2 separate regions of the Rattus norvegicus genome follow, and region 2 is linked to region 1. Evidence: chromatin contacts called from public Hi-C data. All regions are on one chromosome and are shown on one strand. Each heading gives the region's core, a stretch centred on a gene start, on an enhancer-like site or on the middle of the called end of the contact. The rest is flanking DNA. Distances are from core to core; before and after follow the strand shown. Region 1 overlaps LOC134482707 (a long non-coding RNA gene). Region 2 overlaps LOC134482707 (a long non-coding RNA gene).

Region 1 (3,087 bases), core at 334-2,833:
TTTGCCCTCACTTTATGGACTGAGCCATCTCCCCAAGCCTGAATTGTTTATTTTTTTTAATCATTAACAGATCTATGACATAACAATGTTCATTCTTTGGTTACTGTTCAGTCATTTAAGAAAGATTTGAGACTTTTTAAAAGAAAGGTTGATTTCCATGCACAGTCACTATGTATATACTTTTATGCTTACGCCAGGCCCTTTCACACCGAGGTTTCATTGTGCATTGATTTGCACACTGTTAAAGCCAGAATATGAAAGAGTCAGTTTACCAATATGAACTAGAAAACCTTAAAGAACTTTAAAAGGAAGGAACGAAAAAGCCATCTGGGGCCTGAGGAGCAATTTGAGGCTGTACTGATGCTCCAGTTGGCAGGCTGTCTGGGCAGCTGGATCTAGGTTGCACCCTGTATTTTCCCCCTTCCATCTGGACAGACATGGAGGTGTTGAGTCTGTAATCTGGGTCTTGTGAGAGCCAAGTCCGTGTTATGGAGTAGTTCTGTTTTGCACACAGTTGTCCTGATTTTCCCTCTTCTCTGCTTGCCCACTAGAAGGGAAAAAAGTAATCAGAGGTGCTGCTGGGTGGGGCCCTCTTTGATTGCAATGCCCCAGGGGTTTCTAGGTTAACAAATTAGAGCTTTTGGGCTGACTGAGCGGCCTCGTGCTGGTGGGTGCAGCAGCTTTTTCATGCCTTCTCATGTTCTTGCCCCCCTTTCCACTCCAGAAAGGAGACTGAACCCAGAGGCTTTGACTGAGGAAAGGCTGGTCTGAGGAGCCCTGGGACTGTTGACCACAGCTGCAGAGAGGAAGGCCAGCCCTTTCTTGGAAGGTGTGGGATGAGAAATGCACTCCCTTCCCTGCCTTTGCACTGATGCCTGGTGTGCCTCAGAGCTAGGACACCCGGGCTGGAGGGTGGAGCATGGGGAGGGCTAAGGTTAGGGAGAGGAGGTGAATCTCTCCTGGGAGCAGGGGACCAGGAATAAACATTCAAAGGAGCTGGGACAAACCCTCTGGCTGCCCTCCTGAGGTTGAGGGGCGGATCAGAAAGGGACCTTGGTCAGTTGTGGAGGAGGGTCAGAGTCAGGGAGGCAGTAGCCTGAGTCTTGGAGGAATAAGATCTCGCTGGCTGCCTCCTCTCTGCTGGGGTCGCTGAAGCCAGTGCAGGAAGTGGGAGGGTTTCTGCTAGAGTTTATTGAAAAAACAGCTGCCTGGCTCCACTTCCCTCCCCCACAACGGCCCATCCTCGCTGTGGCTCAGGATAGAACTATGCTGTAAACTTTGGCAGGAGCCAGGCATGCCGATACTTTCTCAAACAGCAACTTCTTCTCCCCCCACCACCCCCTTTGGCATAGAGCCATTAGTTTGAGGCTGGGGAAAGAAACAGAAAGACTAAATAAAATGTGATACAGTGATTCTAGAAATGATTTGATTTGGTCCAGTTCACCGACTGGACCTGAAGGAACCAGTGAGTAAGGTAGGGGAGACAGTTTTTGCAAGTGGTGAGCAGACGCCAGAACTGGAAGGCCTACATGCTCTTTTCCATTACTGTCATGACATCTTGGACAGAATCCACTCTAGGAAAGCACTGTAAATGCCTGTAAGTTTGTGACTTAGTCTTTGACCAAGAATGCTTAGGGGGTTGAAGGGGACAGGAAATAGCTAAGAGCCAGGGCCCCACAGGACAGAAGTGTGTGTGTGTGTGTGTGTGTGTGTGTGTGTGTGTGTGTGTGTGTGTTGATTAGGACCTGCAGATGGTTAGCAGCAGCTGTTTTATGGTGTGAACTGTTTGCTCAGACTTTCAGAAGCTAATTCTCCATGGATATTAGTTTGCCAAGCAACTCTTTCCTTTATTCTTGCTTCCCAACCTATTTTCGTGTGTGTGTGTGTGTGTGTGTGTGTGTACCAACCCTAGCTATGACCTTGAGGCTCCAAAAGCTGCTGGCTGAGTCTGAGGCTCTAAGTACAGGAGGGTTGCAGCACCAGGAGGCTCCTGGCTCAGGTTTACTTCAGACCTGGGGGTGAGGGCAGATAGCAAGGAGAAGGCTGCAGAGGGAAGGGTTTTCCTCTGTCTTGTCTGAGCTCATAAAGTGTGTGCCTGGCTCCCCCTCTGCTCTGGCTTTACTGTGAACTCCTGCTCTCGCCTTCACCCTTCCCCTTTGCCTTCTATTAAACCTGAACTCTGTTTCTTCCTCCACTTGACATGAGAGAATATATTTTTTTTTTTCAGGGACAATTATGAGTAGTGAGTTAAGACATCTCTAAAATTCACTAATGGTAGAGGCCTTAGGGCACGGTTAACCAGTTCTGTTACCCGCTTCAGTATTTTCCTTCTGTTAATACCCTGCTTGTGGCTTGAACTACTTAAAAAAGCATCCTTAGCCCTGTTGTAGAAAGCAAAGCAACTGTCACCCTCTTGTGTGAGAGCGTGACAAAGTCTGGGGTCTTGGAATGGTAGAATTTAAAAGGCCAGTTAGTAACATTTCCTTATTTTTGGTTCTGGAAAACCCAGGGCTTTGTGTATGCTAAACACAGGCTCTCTCAAACTCCAGCCTACATTACTTATTAATGGGTCATTAGTAATAGAGGCTTCTTGTTGTCGTTGTGTGTGTGTGTGTGTGTGTGTGTGTGTGTGTGTGTGTGTGTTGGTGTATGGTGTATGCATGTATATGAGTTCAGGTATATGTGAGTGCACATACAGGCCACAGATTGATTATCGGTGTCTTCCTCTGTTTTAGTTTCTTTATATATTATTACTCTTTAGATTTAATATTCATTTTTATTTTTTTATATTATGTATACATGTGTAAGTACGAGTGTGGGTTTGTACACTGAAGTGCAGTGCCCACAGAGGCCAGAGATGTCAAATTCCCTGGGGTGAGAGTCAGACATAGTTGCTGGAAACAAAATTCAGTCTCTGCCGAGCACTGCCAGATTTTAGCCACATGGCAATGTCTTTATTTATGAGGTAGTGGGTCCCACTGAACACGGAACAGTCAACTGGAGCTCCTCATTGCTTCAGCAAGATGAGCAGGGCAGCCCACTCTAGGAATCCTCCTATCTCCTTCTCCCCACCGTCCAGATGACTGT
Region 2 (3,087 bases), core at 434-2,933, 220 kb after region 1:
ATACATATAGGAGCATAGTGGGTGTAGACATAGAGGGGCAGCATGGTGTGTGTAGTGAATGGGCATGTGCACATATAGGAAAAGCATGGCGTGTACAGAGTTCAATATTGTGTATGGTTCAGTATCACCCAGAATATTTGAACTTCTCTCAAACTGATAAGGGGTTCTACGGTAACCAAAATTCATTGAATCTGCCTGGAATGGGCAGTGCCACTGTGAACCGCAGTGGACGAAACTACAGAGGAGTGGCTGATGCAGTGAGTACATCCCAGGGCACCACAAAGCACTGTCTGAAAGGCAGAGGGTGGCCTCTGGGTGCCAGTCAGGTGTGCTGAGACACATTCCGTTGGTGTATTGGAAGGGGCAGCTGATCCCTGCAGGCTTGTCACAGTCTGCTGAAGCAGGGCCTGCCACCAAAGTAGCATGAGGAACTCTTCTTCAGCCTGCAGAGTGATGCTGTGAAGGAATTGAAACCCCATCTAGAGCAGAGCTAAAAACAGTGGGGAGAGAGGAAGTGTAATTTGCTGTCTTCCAGTTTGCTTCAGTCCAGCCTGCGGCTGACCTGTTAACCATCTCAGACCCTGAGCTCAGCACAGACTGGCCATCCATAGGAGCCCAGGCAAGCTTTGATTTCATTGGACTTGTATGCCTTTTTCCTTTCAGCCAACTCAACTCTTGGGCCTTAAAAGCATGCTGCTTTTTTTTTTTTAACCCCTTAAGATTTAAATAATTCTAGTGTCTACACAACTAGAATGTATTGTAAAATTTTAAATTCCTGAAATACAAAATGTAGCTCAGGATCCTTTTCTAATGGTCTGAGTGTACAAATAAAAACACACTAAAAAGGTAAGGCAAAGGAGCTTCCAGAAAATGGGAACACTTCTGTCAAGTAGGCACCTAGTACCAGAATGGGTCAGAATGGCTCGATGTGCTCATGAGTATAGCTGTGTCTTTACTTAAACACCTTTCCCTGGCCCTTTCTACATAACACTTTGAAGAAACTCCCAAGAGGTCATGCCTTCTACCAGCAAAGGGTGGTGAGAGGACTTGGGCAGGCCCAGAAGGGAAAGAATCCAGAGCTAGGTGTATGGAGGACCTCGTGCAGACCCAGATCCACCCAGTCACTGGGTAACCCTGAACTTGGCTGCCTCCCTCTTTGCTCAGGTCCCTCAGGTGGCCTCATTGTTTTTATAACCATGGTAGAAAGAGTATGTGAAGGCCTTGCCTGGCTGGCAGTCTCGTTGCCATGGAAACTTCCATTCCACACACCTGATTCACACATCACGCTCTGCTAAATCCAGACAGAGGTCACAGACTGGCATTTGCCCTTTGTCTCCCCTCCTTGTGTTTTCCAGGCACCGAATGAATGGATAGAGGGATGGGCAGTGGGTAGCCTAGCAAGAAAGCGTTGCTGCGAAGAAGTTTGTGAATTCCAGGACCATAAAAACACCCCCCCAAGAGCCCCCCAAAAACAACAAAAACAAAACAAAACAAAACAAAAAAATCCAACAACAAAAACTGGTAGCCGTGAAGGGCAAACTGGGGAGGTGGGGCTGGGGAAGTCTGTGTACATCGGAGCTTCTCCTTGCAGTCAGCCTCGGTCCTGGGTTGCATCTGAAAGTGATTTTCTGGGTTCCCGGGTGAGCGTGGAAATGAGTCTAGCAGATTCCGGAGCGTTGGCTCCTTGGGGGGTTTTCTGTCCCATTTCACTGAGTTGCCTAATAACCTCAGCGCCAGGGTGTGCGCGTCAGGATTGCAGTGTGGGCTGAGGTGCACATTAGCCACAGCTGTCTATTAAGAACCGAACGATCTGATGATCTGTCTCAGAGCCTGGTTTTTCTTCATGTCATCTATAATATTTTAGAAGGCAGACGCAATCTGTAGGCTGTTCTTTTTCAGTAAATTTAATGTGTTTGAAGAAGGCTTCCAGTTTTTCCTGCGATTACTATTATTATTATTTTCTACTTGTATTATTCATTTTCTAGATTTAGAGAAAAAGAGATGATCAAAAATCAAATTATTAACCTTTCTCTATCAGAATTTCTTCTCTATGCTTTGATTCATATTCTTTTGATTCTTATTTGTTTAGGTAGCACAGGGTATTGAACATATTAGGCAAATAGTCAATTACTAAACCATATTCCCAGCCCTGGATTTTTTTTTTTAAGGTTAAATTTTACAGATGATTTTTAAAGATAATAAAAGGACATTCAGAGGACATGACATCAGTTGTCACACTGGGTATCATACGTGATTTGTGGGGCATCTGGCTTGTCTCTCAGCAGACTCATAGCAAGGGTCTCTGCATGTGTTCATCTCTGCTGACTTCCCTTTCCTCTCATTCATTAATGCACCCTCCATTTTGGTCAGCCTTTGTTGACAAATTACCATCTAGCTTTAGCAGCACACTGGACCTGGGTTTAAAATATCACTTCCCTATATCCTTGAGTACATTATTTTATTTTATTAAATTTAGTTTATCTGTGTGTAGGAAAGTATTGCTGTGACAATAGTCATAAATGTTAGTGTCAATGTAGCATTGCTCTGTATTCAGGATGGTTCCTATTCTGCTACTTCACTTCAGAAACAGCATTTGCCTGAAGGAACACTCTTGCCATCCAAATAATTGTCATTTCCCTGACTTTGCTTACGTGGAGATATGCGAGACTTAGTAGATGGCTGTTGAGCTAAGAGAATAAACATTTAAAAAGTAGAATGTATATGCGCTTTCTCTTATCTTTAAGTATCTGCTGAGTCCATTTTAGGAGCCTCATTGTAGGCTCATATTGGAAAATAAGGTTTACTCTTCTCAGAAGATAAATGGTCATCCCTGACACTAGTTCAGACAGCAGCGGGTGTGGCGCTCTGGCCCATTCTCCAAAGTTGTGGAGGTGTGTGTGTGAATTCTGGTCCTGACCATCTGAGGCCCACTTTGACTTCTGGAGTTCTTTTCCCTCCTCATTCTTTCCTCCTGCATTTCCACTTTCCTTCCTTTCTTGCTGTCCCCCCAGCCTTCCTTCTCTTCCTCTCTTCCTCTTATACCTACATGGACCATAATGTTGGTCACTGCAAGCTCTTTAAAATGTT

What was found. Hi-C and Micro-C count contacts between places; a contact is called where the count stands out from the background.
Region 2: a Hi-C map of the A7r5 cell line shows a contact between it and region 1, with 2.4 times the contacts expected there. The contact joins two enhancer-like sites. A contact is called at or near these places in 2 of 12 Hi-C or Micro-C datasets (the A7r5 cell line and Schwann cells).

The regions. Positions count from the first base shown.
Region 1 is chr17:36,062,213-36,065,299 of GRCr8, forward strand. All of the region lies in intron 3 of LOC134482707 (a long non-coding RNA gene), which reads left to right. Among named protein-coding and RNA genes, the nearest start is that of Rpl29l1, 140 kb to the left of the region's middle. Within about 2 kb of position 1,584, at least 22 of the 93 cell types and tissues checked have an H3K27ac peak or open chromatin away from gene starts, as enhancers often do. A contact at or near this core is called in the A7r5 cell line, where this site is marked.
Region 2 is chr17:36,285,963-36,289,049 of GRCr8, forward strand. The region is part of intron 7 of LOC134482707 (a long non-coding RNA gene); the gene reads left to right. Among named protein-coding and RNA genes, the nearest start is that of H3f3al1, 180 kb to the right of the region's middle. Within about 2 kb of position 1,684, at least 15 of the 93 cell types and tissues checked have an H3K27ac peak or open chromatin away from gene starts, as enhancers often do. A contact at or near this core is called in the A7r5 cell line, where this site is marked.